Regions from separate parts of the Gossypium arboreum genome. Here region 1 is linked to region 2. The links are chromatin contacts, called in public Hi-C maps. All regions are on one chromosome and are shown on one strand. The core of a region is the stretch at or near the end of the contact, and the rest is flanking DNA. Distances in the headings are between cores, read along the strand shown.

What was found. A called contact is a pair of places that touch in the nucleus more often than the background predicts.
Region 1: a Hi-C map of leaf shows a contact between it and region 2, with 2.8 times the contacts expected there. The contact joins the promoter of LOC108463268 here to the promoter of LOC108464115 in region 2. A contact is called at or near these places in 2 of 5 Hi-C or Micro-C datasets (both in leaf).

The regions. Positions count from the first base shown.
Region 1 is chr13:11,342,503-11,349,014 of ASM2569848v2, forward strand. LOC108463268 (putative zinc finger protein CONSTANS-LIKE 11) reads left to right here and starts at 3,326. Exons shown (of 8, transcript XM_053024641.1): 1 at 3,326-3,606; 2 at 3,744-4,414; 3 at 4,561-4,785; 4 at 5,533-5,876; 5 at 6,346-6,506. The coding sequence starts at 3,827. The coding sequence ends at 6,472. It also overlaps the pseudogene LOC108462226.
Region 2 is chr13:11,158,925-11,165,349 of ASM2569848v2, forward strand. LOC108464115 reads left to right here and starts at 1,956. Exons shown (of 7, transcript XM_017764212.2): 1 at 1,956-2,381; 2 at 2,519-2,928; 3 at 3,068-3,466; 4 at 4,084-5,425; 5 at 6,066-6,157; 6 at 6,313-6,425. The coding sequence starts at 2,216.

The DNA of each region.
Region 1 (6,512 bases), core at 2,076-4,575, 180 kb after region 2:
ATGTTTGATATCTTGATATACAACTAAATATAGTGACAAGATTCCGAGGCCACAACTGCCTATGTCCAAACACGTGAAATGAACATTTTACTATCTCAAGACACATGTTATATGCAGTAAAAATTTTTAATGAATCATTATTACAATCTAACATCATACATGGATATAAGCATTCAGGGCAATCATATAAGAACCTAAGAATGTACGACGAGGAAAATAGATCTCTATAATGTAGACATTTGGTTTCAAATGACAACGTAAGTCAAGAAACTTACAGCAAATCTCAAAAGAAGACAAGATTTTCCAACACCAGAATCTCCAATAAGCAGAAGCTTGAACAAGTAGTCACTGCAAAAGATTGCAACCAAATAATACCAAGATATGTTCCAATGACGCATAAAAATAACATCAACAACTATAACATGTGTAACATAAAATTTTGTTTTCGCCAAAAGAGGCCTAATGCCCAAACCCAATCTCTTATAAACGAAACCTAAAGTTTAACTTGTCAGCGTTAAAATGCCAATTAACCAAATTAAGTGCCCAAAGATTAACCTTAGAATGCCAAGCAATTATCGGTTGACTCCTAATTTTACTGGTGCATCAAGAAAGCGCAATTCAAAATGAATTTTGATTTCAAACAAATTAAAGTAAGTCATCATCATTCACTCATATATACATACATAATGAGCACATTTTTTAAGACAGATTTGCTTCTTCAATACACATAATCGATTTAGCAATATGTTAACAAAATATAACAAATTATTTGCAAAAGAATAATATACCTCTTTGAATCTAATTATATTTGGATGCTTGAAAGACCTATGGTTCATAATCTCCCTCTGCACATGTTTATCATCTGCATAGTCAAAGAAACCCTTGAAATCAATCCATTGAGTCTAAACAAGAAAAAATGAGCCCAATTTACCCATGAATAAAAAGAAAATGCAAACAGATACAAGATCATGAACATTAACCGTAGAAATCAGAATTGTAAATATGAAATGAAAGGAAAAAGAAAAGAAAAGAAAATCCTAGTACGTACCTTGGGTCCTCTTTCAATATACTTGACAACATATGTCGATGGAGATACAGCAGCGGAAGGGGGAGAGGGAGAGGGAGGGGGAGGGGGAGGGGGAGGGAACCGATTTTGGGAAAAAGAAAGGAGGGAAAAAAGAAGATATTTCATGTCAAATTTTGGGATTTCAGGGGGAAGGGGGGAACCGATTTTGGGAAAAAGTCTTTAGGCATTTAGGGTAACAAAACGGTGCCGTTTTGTGTAAGACTAAAAAACGCCGCTTGCCGCTATTGCTTATCTTTTGCAATAGCACTGTTTTGCTTCGCTAAAAATCCCTTATTTTGGTTTAATATATATAAACTTTATCATTATCTCTTAAATAATTTAAACTATATTGATAATTTTAATATATTAAAATAAATATTATCTTCTTTACAATTTTATAAGAAATTAATTAATATATAAATTAAAAAATCAGTCATATACCCCAAAAAAATTTTAAAATTATTTTAATTAATAGTATTTTATTTTTTATTTTTGACATGTATTTTTCTATGTTTTTACTTTCAAAATTTTTCTCAATAAATTCCAAATGTTACTTCAATTTTCCAACAAGAAACCCTAAATGTTAAACCCCAAACTATAAATATATACCCTAAACCCTAAATATATATTACATGGGATAAAAGTAATTAAAAATAATCTTATTGCTTACCTAAACCCTAAAAAAATTTAATTTTTATTATTTTATCAAAAACCCTAACCCTTAAACCTTAATAGCTTAACCCTTAAAACCATGAACAGTACTACGACCCTAACTATAAAACAAAAAACCACAAACTCTAAACCATAAACCTTAAAACAAAAACTTTAAACCCAAAATAATAAACATTATATCATAAACCCTAAACCCCTAAACCATGGACATTAAAACTTAAATCTTAAATCATAAACTCTAAACCCCAAAATAATAAACATTATATCATAGCCCATATCCCTTAAACATTAAAACCTTAAAACCTTAACCCCAAACCTTAAACCATAATTAAATATTTAATTATATGTATACACCTAAATTATAATAAAGATACATCTCTAATTATATATGAAATTCAATTTAATGTGTAATTGTAGACGTGAAATTCTAATTGTGGTTTAAATGTATAGTTGAAACTTTAATTTTGATTTAATCATACACATTTTAAAAATAAATACATCAATATATTTTTATATTGAATAAATACAAATATTTATGTATGCAATATATAAATATAAAATGATGTTATATCAATAATTGTGTTCATAATTTATGCTTTTGGGATTTAACCCATTGCACACTAAACCATTGTTCATGTATGCTTCTAGGATTTAACCCATTTTGATATATATTTTTAAAAATAATAAATTATATTTATCTTATTTAAATTTATATTATAAAAATTCTAAGATATACAAATTAATTAAGTAGTTCACCATATTTACCCCTAAACCCCAACCTCCAAACCCCAAATTCTAAACCATAAATCCCAAACCATAAACTCTAAGCCCTAAACTTTAAACCATAAATCCTAAACCATAACCCATAAATTAAATTGATTTTTTTGTATGTTTTTAAAAAGCGTCGGTAATGCTCGATCTATAGCGTCCTTTTTCAAAAACCGCTGCTAATGCCACTAAAGCTCATATAAAACGGCGTTGTGCTTAATTTTTTTGTGGCATTTTTCAAAAAGCGCCGCTAATGGTCGACCTATAGCGGTATTTTTTAAAAAGCGCCACTAATGCTCGATCTATAGCGGCGTTTTTTAAAAAGTACCACTGATGCTCGATAACCATAATTTTTTCAAATTATGATTCCTATTTTTTCAAATTGAACATAATTTTTTAATTACGTAAAAAAATATGATGTTAAATTTAATCTAAAAATAAAATCAAACATAAATTTGACCACTAAATAACTGGGTATTAAACTTACCATTTATCCCATTTTAAAAAGAGATTCAGACAGTTCAACACAGCTAAGCGCCCACATCAGCATCGTCTCACACCACAAATCAGAAACTGTTCAGACACATAAGCCACGTGTCTATCTGTGATATCTCGAGATGCGGGGCTAAATTTTCGTCTCGAAAGTCAAAATGAGAAACCCGCACATAATCTCGGGTGATGACGTGGTGATCAATTTGTGACCAATCCTTCTATCAAACCGCCCTCAATCTTTCCACTTATTTACCATCCTCGCCATCGTCCGACCAAAACGGATGACCGCAATAAAATCACATGTCCACGTCATCCTAGAGTGTCCCATCCACAAAGCTAACATCGCACCACGTGGCAAGCACCCATCAAACCTCGGACAAACGTGAATAAATAAACCAGTTTTTGCTCACTGAAAAAAAAAAAAGAAAACTTCCAGTTACCAACGCTGACAGCTCTTCACTGTTCCCCCTATTATGTATTTTTAGCTCAAAGAAATGTTTGCTTTTCTGTTATCAATGTTGATGCGTATTTGCTTCGATTAATGGCTTATGTGTTCTTCGACATTGGCTGATTTCAGAAGCCGGGATTGGGTTCTTTTCATTGAAGAGGTAAAGCTTAATCTCAATTTACTCTTTTTCTATGATTTTAAATTTTAATCATTCAAATGATTCAATTCCTTGTTCTTTGCACATGATCTGGGTATAATTTTAATCGGTTTTTGTTAATTTTGATTATTGAAGGGTAGTTTCTGTTAGGATTGAGGAATCAATAGAGCCGAATTACCGCCCAACTGCAGTGGTTTACTGTAAAGTTAGGAGGAATAACGGGATGGAACCTGTATGCGATTTTTGTCGAGGAGAAAGAGCAGTGGTTTACTGTAAATCGGATTCGGCTCGGCTTTGCTTGAGCTGTGATGGGTGCGTTCACTCTGCAAATTTGTTGTCACGTAGACACGTTCGTTCACTTTTGTGTGAGAAATGCAATTCTCAATCTGCAGTTGTTAGGTGTTTGGATGAGAAATTGTCTCTTTGTCAGGATTGTGATGGTAATGGCAATGGTTGCTGGAGTTTGGGGCATTGGCGAGAGGCCCTCAATTCTTATACGGATTGTCCTTCTTTGGCTGAGTTTAGAAGAATCTGGTCTTCGGTTCTTGGTGCTTCGTCTCCTGCTGTTTTTGATGTTGATTGGCCAGTCGGTGCTTCAGCTGCTAACGACAATTGTTTCACTAACTGTTTGAATCAAATAGATCAAGGGGGCTCATTTGAACTGGCTGGTACAAAGTTAAATGAACTAGATTCATGTCCTAAGCTAAAGCCTTGTATGGTTTCATCTTCTCTGATATCACCAAATGCAAATTACGTCCCTTACTGTAAAGATGGAGAACCTGTTTTCTCAGAGGAGCCGAATATGCCAAAGGTATGGCTTTTGCTGCTATATTTATTTGAATTGGTGATGGAAAGTATTGAATTTGAAGTAATAGCTCGACTCTTGAATCATTCTTTGTTTAGCCGCATTTGGACTGATCTGTCTTGAATGCTTGATTTTGGCTCCTTTTGTTCCAGGGTTATTCTGACCTCAGAGATTTCAAAGTTCCTGATGGTGATGACCTTTGTGAGGGCCTGAACATCAATGATGCTCAATTCAGCTTCGAAACTGCCAATGAGATATTTGGTGGTTCACAAGGCCAAACTAGGTACCAGTTTGAGAAGGTTGGGACAGACTGCCTAATTATGGACAAAACTTTACCGGTAATCGAATCTAATGGTCCTAGCAAGAACATGTTAGAGGTTTTCTTTTCTCTCTCTAATTTCAATTGCAAAATTTATCTTATAAATACATCTATGGTTATATATATATATATTTATATTCTATTTCTTCCTTTCCACATTTTCTAATCTAATTTGTAGTATTGTATGAGCATCTGAGTTGTTTTTCATATAAAACTTAGAAAATTATCAGCTGATGCTTTGAGTTTTAAATCCTAACTTTTTGGTACTTCATCAACTGTGATGTGAGAGGTAATAGGCCAAAAATCCATCTGCTATATAGCTATTGTTTCTATTCAGTAATATGTTTCTGATAAAGTAAAATCTGAAACTTGAAGTCCTTGTGCAATAGAACACCATTTATTTTATGTCCTAAGTGGCCTCCATTTGCAGCATTTGTTTGAAAATCAATTCATTTCACTGCATTAGTTTCAACTCATGACTTGTGCAAATCGTACTTTGTAATACTACTACCTTCTGCTCTACAAATCAAACAATAATAGACATATGGTAAGGAACAATTAAGTTCATAACTAATAGGATCAAGACTCAGCTCCATGGTACTCATGTTATTGTGTTAATAAGACATTTTACCATGTTACATGTTTATTTCTCGAGCATACTTATTGTTGCTGATGTTCTGGAGTAATTATAAACCTGAAAAACTACATAACTGTGTTCTTGTTTTATCTATGTTTCTTTATTGAAGTTGAGAAGAGATTTTAAATCACTTCATGGTTGACAAGCCACTGTTGTGTATCTTAACAGGCATTACCATCGGGACAAAAGGAGTGCCAGCCTTTTCCATCCCCTCAAGTTGGTTGCTCAGCTAGTATGATGGCTACCATGATTGGCACTTCTAATTGCATGCTTATGAATCCGGGTTGTAACCGAAACATCAATCTAGGATATCCTGTTGGCCAAGTTCCTTCAAACTTAGCTCCTTCACCATCCAACATTACAGTGAAAACTAGCCCTGCTGGATTTCAAGACTGTGGATTACCACCAGGTTTTCTAACCGGTGACTCCCATTTCCAAAATTTGGAAGTTAGTTGCCCACAAGCTAGGGATAAAGCGAAGATAAGATACAATGAAAAAAAGAAAACACGAATGTATGTTTTTCATCCCTGTTACATTGAAATTGATGTTTATCTTCTGTTTTCATGTTAATATGATACTGAGATAACTCATTTTCTGGTTAAAAATGTTTGGAGGACACTTTCCTGAAATCAAAATTGTTCTGTTTTAATACCTGATAATCTGTAGATTTACTTCTTTTGGGATGACATTGTCTGTTGTCTTTAATAATATAGATTGCCTCTTCAACATATGAAATCATCAGTTGTAATTTGTAGGCATGATTATTGTTTTACTTTTCCTGAAACAAAACAATTAGTTTGACAATAAAAACAGAATACATCTCTGCATAATGAATATTACTTACGTTCCCAATTTAAGATGGAAGGAGGTTGTTTTGCATTTTATTTTTCAATATTTGGTTTAAATAGCTATTAATTCACATGGTCAGGATGATGTATGACAAGTTCTTCTTCAATTGTTTTTTCATTTTCCTATTTACAGATTTGGTAAGCAAATAAGATATGCCTCCCGAAAGGCTAGGGCTGACACTAGGAAACGTGTGAAAGGCAGATTTGTGAAAGCAGGCGAAGAATATGATTATGATCCTCTCGTTGCACGGAACTTCTAAGGCGAATTATGGAATCATGCCCCTGATCATGAAGGTAAGA
Region 2 (6,425 bases), core at 706-3,205:
GAGTTGCTAAATCTCTCATCTTGTTGATGTGATCACGTAGACCTTTAACGGTAGTGAGCTTCATTGATGGGAACTTCATGATTAGGGTGTTGGTTAATGTCTTTTGAGATGTTCTAAATTGTTTTTCAATAGCCGTTAATAATTCTTAGACATTCTCATAATGTTCAATTGAGCCACGAACATCATTAGGAACCTTACTCTTTATGAACATGATACTTAACAGGTTAGATTACTCCTATTTTTCATACAAAACAAGATCAACCTAGGTGTTGGTTTCAGTAATATGTGGCTCAAATTTCCTTATAACATAATCAATATCCAAGCACCCCAATTGGAGAAGAATACTCTCCTTCCATAACTTAAAGTTCTAATTAGTTAATTCAGGGATATCTACTCTATTATCATATATATTCACAGGTTGTAAAATTACAAAACAAATGAACATACATGCTTAACAAAAAATTGAGGCAAACATAAATCATAATTTACCAATGCAAATTATGAAAATAATGAATCTAGTGACATAAAAACTATTTGTGGGCTAAATTTTTAATTCAATTAGATCCATTTTATGATAGAATTATTTACTATCCTTTTGATAAAAATTATTAAATTCATTTTCATAATTTTTATGGGTAACTCATGAAAAATTATTTAATAATTTTATCTTAATAAATTATGTAATGAGATTTAATACCTATGTTTTCCGTATGTGATTTTTAACTTTAATAATTTTATTTAACTAAAGGTGTTGTGACTAGTCTTTAACTAAATAAAATTATGAAAATCACTTAGCTAGATATTAATCCTTAAACATTATTCAAGATTGTTGCTAAATCATTATGCAACATCTAATTTCTATAAACCTTATGAGATTCTTACTAAATAAATAATTTCATTTAATTAAATTTTTGTGGCTAATTTTCTAATTAAATAAAATTATTTGGATCCCTAGACATACATTCTATAATTTTATTACTAAATACGTTATGCAATAAGTCTAAAAATTTTATGTACCTAAAATTGTATACAACTAATAACGAGATAACTCACATAAAACCATTTACTTCAGCACAAAAAATATTCGAACAACAAAATTCTAAAATTTTTCACTTTAATAAAATCTCACGATTTTGTACAGAAGTTTGCAATAAATATTCTAAAAATCTTCGCCTATAGCCTTGTAAGGAGACAGAGAGGCATGGGGAAGAGAATTGAGTCAACCCTTAGCTTTCCCATCAAGAGAAAATTTAAATAATCTGAGTTTAATCACTTCATCAGTAAAGTTGCTAAGGTACCAAGATAGATAAAGTTGTCAAATTCAGGGGTGAAATGTTACTTTATTCCTAACTATTTTTTTCATATAATTATTTTGCTCGCATCATGAATCGAGTTATAATCTAGTATAGGTGATAAGGTAAAACATGCAACCTTTTTATTCAATTCAAATTTCAAATTGTCTCACATTAATATTGGTATTTTAAACTAGACCTGTTAACCTAACCTTTAAATAAAGTATAATGTGCTTCAACACATTCGAGCCAACGCTATTTTGTACTGACAATAATGTCGATACCAATCGAGCTAAAATTTAATTGACAATTAAACCTATTAATTAGATGAACCAAAGTGGCTTCTAGTCCAATCAATTTGAGTTTTAACATTTTCGAGTCATTTTAATTCAAAAGCATTTAGATTTAGATTAGAGTTTGAATAATTTTGAGATTAGATTATTTTGTGTTTGAGTTATTTAGATTCACACTCAATGTTTTTCAAATCAAATCATTACGAGGTCGAATCATTCAGGTCATTTGAATTTAGGTGATTTTGAGCTGTTTCGAGTTAATATTGTTTGTAGTTTGAATAAATTTCAAGTAATATCAATTAAAGTTAAATTGATGATATTAAAATTTTAAATTTTTTTATAATAAAATCAATTTAGTTTGAGATAGTATTAATCAAATTCGAAGTTTAGATAAGAATTAACGTAGCTATGCTTAACCCACTGAAAATGAAAATCTTAAATCACGATTAGACCCTGAACGATAACAATTTTTTGATTTAGTACTCAATTTTTACCCTACCCAGTCCGATCCAATTATCTGTTGAAATAGATGTTGGGTTCCAAATCCATGTACATATTTGACCCAAAACACTGTCGGGTCTTCATTGATTGAGAAAAGCGGCGGTGTCTGCGTGATTTATCGCGACGGCGATGAAGTACTTGTTGTTGATCCCGATTTCGATAATTTCACTCGCGCTGTTATCAGCCGTTGATTGCGCTTCAAACGGCGTAGGGGAATGGCAGATCCTCACCAAACTGAACTACTCTTCTCAGATCTGTCGCCACCCTCACACCCTCATCCTCGTCACCGTCCCATGTAACCTAGACATTCATTTCATTTCAATTCAATCAAAATCATTTGCCTTTTACAGTTCAATTTACGGCTACGAATATGAATATGATTCAAATTGTAATCAGCGATCACGTTTTTCCTCATTTCTTCTCTTTTTTCAGGGTGCGGCGAGTCCCGGTCCCTTATGAGGGAGGTGTCCCGATTGGTTGCAGATAAGTCAACGGAGTTTGACTCTTTGAAATTAATGTTAATTCATAGGAACATGGAGAAAACGTTGGCCGATTCAATTGGTGCTTCGGATGGGATAACGGTTCTTTATTATTATCACTCCGTATCGTATAAGTACCAAGGGAAGCTTCGAGCTCGAAACATATTAAACTCTATTCATCCTTATATATCAGTTGCTTCACCTGAAGAACTTCCTTTAAAGCCCCTTAATTCTCAGGAGGAACTGGAAATGTTTCTAAACTCCACTGACAAAGCTTTGATTTTAGCTGAATTTTGCGGTTGGTCACCCAAGTTAGTGGATAAGGTGAAAAACAATGGGACTGGAACTGATTTGACGCCTAAGGTTGCTGGTAGTTTCTGATTACATTTCATTTCCATATTTAATTTAGTTTAATTAATGAAAAAGAAAATTTTGGGTTTGGGTTGGAGATAATGTTGCCTAAACTTTTTTTTTTTTTTGGTTTTATTATTTTGAAATTCAGAAAGTGGGAAGTGGGATGCTGAAATGTGATGTGGAAAATGGGATTGGTGGGATTCCTTGGATTACTGGGTTTAGCATGGTAGATGACCAAGTTTCTTTAACGGAGAGTGAAAATATGGAACTTGATCTTGGGTTGAACTGTACTTTAAAAGAGTATAAGCAATTTGATTCATTTTTCTCGAAGTTGATTGCTGTTAGAAGAGAGTTCTTAGTTTCTCAAGAAAGACTTAGATTTGGGTTGATTTCTAATACATCATTAGTGTCGTCTCTTGGCGTTGAAGATTCTGGTACATGGATGGCAGTGCTGTACTTCAAAGGATGCCCTGGCTGTTCAAAGGTTATTAAAGATGAGGAAGAGCTCAAGAATGCCCTCATGACAGACAATTCAGTTGTTCGCGAGGTATGAAGTTTTCTACTTCTCAGTGCCCCCAAAGCTTGTGGTCAAAGCGAACTAGGTTTATGGCTTCTTTTTTTATGGTGTTGTAGACTTAATGGGAAAGAATAATCTTAGGTTGATTGCATGCCACTAAATACATAAAACCGGCACATCTGTAGTAGCTATTTTTTTCCCTTACTTTGGGTAGGACACCTGAATAGTGTGCATCTTAGCCCGAGAATTTTGTTACACCTAGCTCTACTCCAAATGCTCTAACCTTTAGTTAAAAGTATCCTTTTTGCCTGTTACTGTAGCTACTTTTAATTGGATTAAAGGAACTTGTTCACTTAGTATGATCTAATTGTGTTCAGGGCTTCATAACAATTGTTTGTTAACTATGAGCAAGATCAATATAATTTGTATGCATGTGGCACAATGGATTTTCATGCACAAAGGAGGCAATCCAACTGTCACTTTTTGCCTATTTCACGTGAATATATATATATATATATATATATATAAGTTCCTATTTTTATGTACAACGTGGTTTGTCTTTTTCATATTGATTTTAATATCTTGTGTCTTTCCTATTCTGAGTGTATATCTCTCTCTGTCTCTCACATACTTCCCACGCAATGTAGCTAGAATTTGTTGGCCAAGATCTTCCGCTTGCTTTACCTGGAAATAGGCCATCAGTAATTCTTTTTGTGGATAGATCATCTCAGACATCAGAAACTAGAAGAAAAAGTAGGGAAGCTCTTGATGCGTTTAGAGAAGTAGCACTTCACCACCAGATATCAGATTGGGTGAGTTCACAAAATACTGATCATAAAGAAAAGTCATCACTCCTAGCTTATAAGGGTAAAACAGGACATCCAAGCCTACAGCTTTCTGAAACTGCTCAGAAGATTAAGTTGAAGGATAGGATGTCATTCATGATTATAAATGAGGGTAAGCATGTTGCTCTGGATAATTTAGCTTCAGATTTGCAAGGTAAATCTTTGCAAGAGATCTTAACTTATCTTCTTCAGAGAAAGAAGGAATCAAAATTGAGTTCACTTGCAAAGGAATTAGGCTTTCGTCTTTTATCAGAGGATCTTGACATCAAAACAGCCCAGGAAGTACCATCACAAATAGAAGGCCAATCTAATGATGTCTTGCCGCCACCATCCCAGAAAGCTTCTTTAATTGATATTGTCGATCCACACAGTATACCAATGGAAAGTGAGTCTGGTTTGGTGAGTGAGGAAAAACCAAAATCAATTGGTGTTGAAGTTGATGAAGCTTCTTCTCAATACAAGGAGGATGAGGAAATTTCTTCCGATAAAAGTAAACTTTTCATATCCATAGAAGCTGACAAACTTTTGGAAGGTCTTCAGCTTGATATAGCGGGGGATTTGAAGGCAAAAGAGAAAATTTCTTCAGAGATAGACAAGTCTGGGGAACAAGAACCTCATGTTCTAGAGTTTAAGGGTTCTTTTTTCTTATGTGATGATAACTCTCGGCTACTTGAATCTTTGACTGGTGGGTTAACAATTCCGTCGTTGGTTTTAGTTGATCCTGGGTCTCAGCACCATTATGTCTACTCTGAAGAGGCAATTTTCAGTTATTTTTTAATTTCTAAATTTCTTCATGACTATCTTAATGGAAGTCTTGTTCCATATCAACGCTCTGTTCCCCCTGTCCACAGCCCCAGGGAGTCTACTTCTCCTCCATTTGTTAATCTCGATTTTCATGAAATAGATTCCATCCCTCAAGTTATGATGCATACTTTGTCCAAGCTTGTTTTTGGGTCTAACGGATCTAACAGTGGAACTTCCGCCCATGCTCGCAGTGAGGATGTTGTGGTACTTTTTAGTAGTAATTGGTGTGGCTTTTGCCAGAGAATGGAGTTGGTTGTTCGTGAAGTATATCGGGCCATAACGGGTTACATGAAAATGATGAAGAGTGCCTCTGGGAAAAAGCAAACAGTGTTTGATGCTGGTACGTGCTTTTTGCATTTATAATTACTTTAATATTAGATACTTTATTCTTATTGTCATATTTAGACCTATAGCTTCTTGTGTATTCCTTATTGAAATAGTCATATGACCTGATATGCATTAATAAATAAGAATATTGTATGATATCTTGAATAAAAATTTGATAACTTGTAAATAGGCACATAAAGCTGGGAGCTACATTTGGCTAAGTTTTTCAATGGGATTTGTCTTGGAGTTGTATTATGTTTTGAGCAGCAGTCCTGTAATCCTGTTCAGAAATTCCCTTTTTGAGCCATTATGAGACAAATGGCCTAATCTGTAGGTTCTCTTCTTGTCAACTTGACAAATAAAATTGTTCATTATGAGACAAATGGCCCTTTTTTGCCCCCTTGTTTGTCTGGTAGAATGTGTTAAAATGGGAAAATGTTCATTATATATTTTTCGGTTTGAGACCCCCTAATATCTGGTAGCCACATTGATCCCCAATTAATTTGGAAGTCGAGCCAGGCAGACTTCTAATTGGGGGGCAAGCTTTCCCAACGCTATTTTCTCTATTCACAAGACTCAAGCTTTTTAACATTTGACCCAACTGGTATTATTCCTTGACATTTACATATTGACAAGTGATATATTTGTGGCAGACAACTCGATGAATAATATGAAACTTCCACTCATCTACCTGATGGATTGCACATTGAACGACTGCAGTTTAATCCTAAAATCAGTAAACCAGGTTAGTTATATTCATATCTGATTCATTGTGAAATATGGTACTTTTGGCCCAATCAACCTATAACTTACTATGTTGAGATTGTATGAATCCATTTTTGCAAAATGAAAAAGATAGATATATTTTTTCTGAACTTTCAATAAACCTGAGCTTTGCAGAGGGAAGTTTATCCTGCTCTGATGTTATTCCCTGCTGAAACTGAAGCAGTTATCTCTTACAATGGAGATGTGTCAGTAGCTAATATAATCAAGTTTATAGCTCATCATGGAAG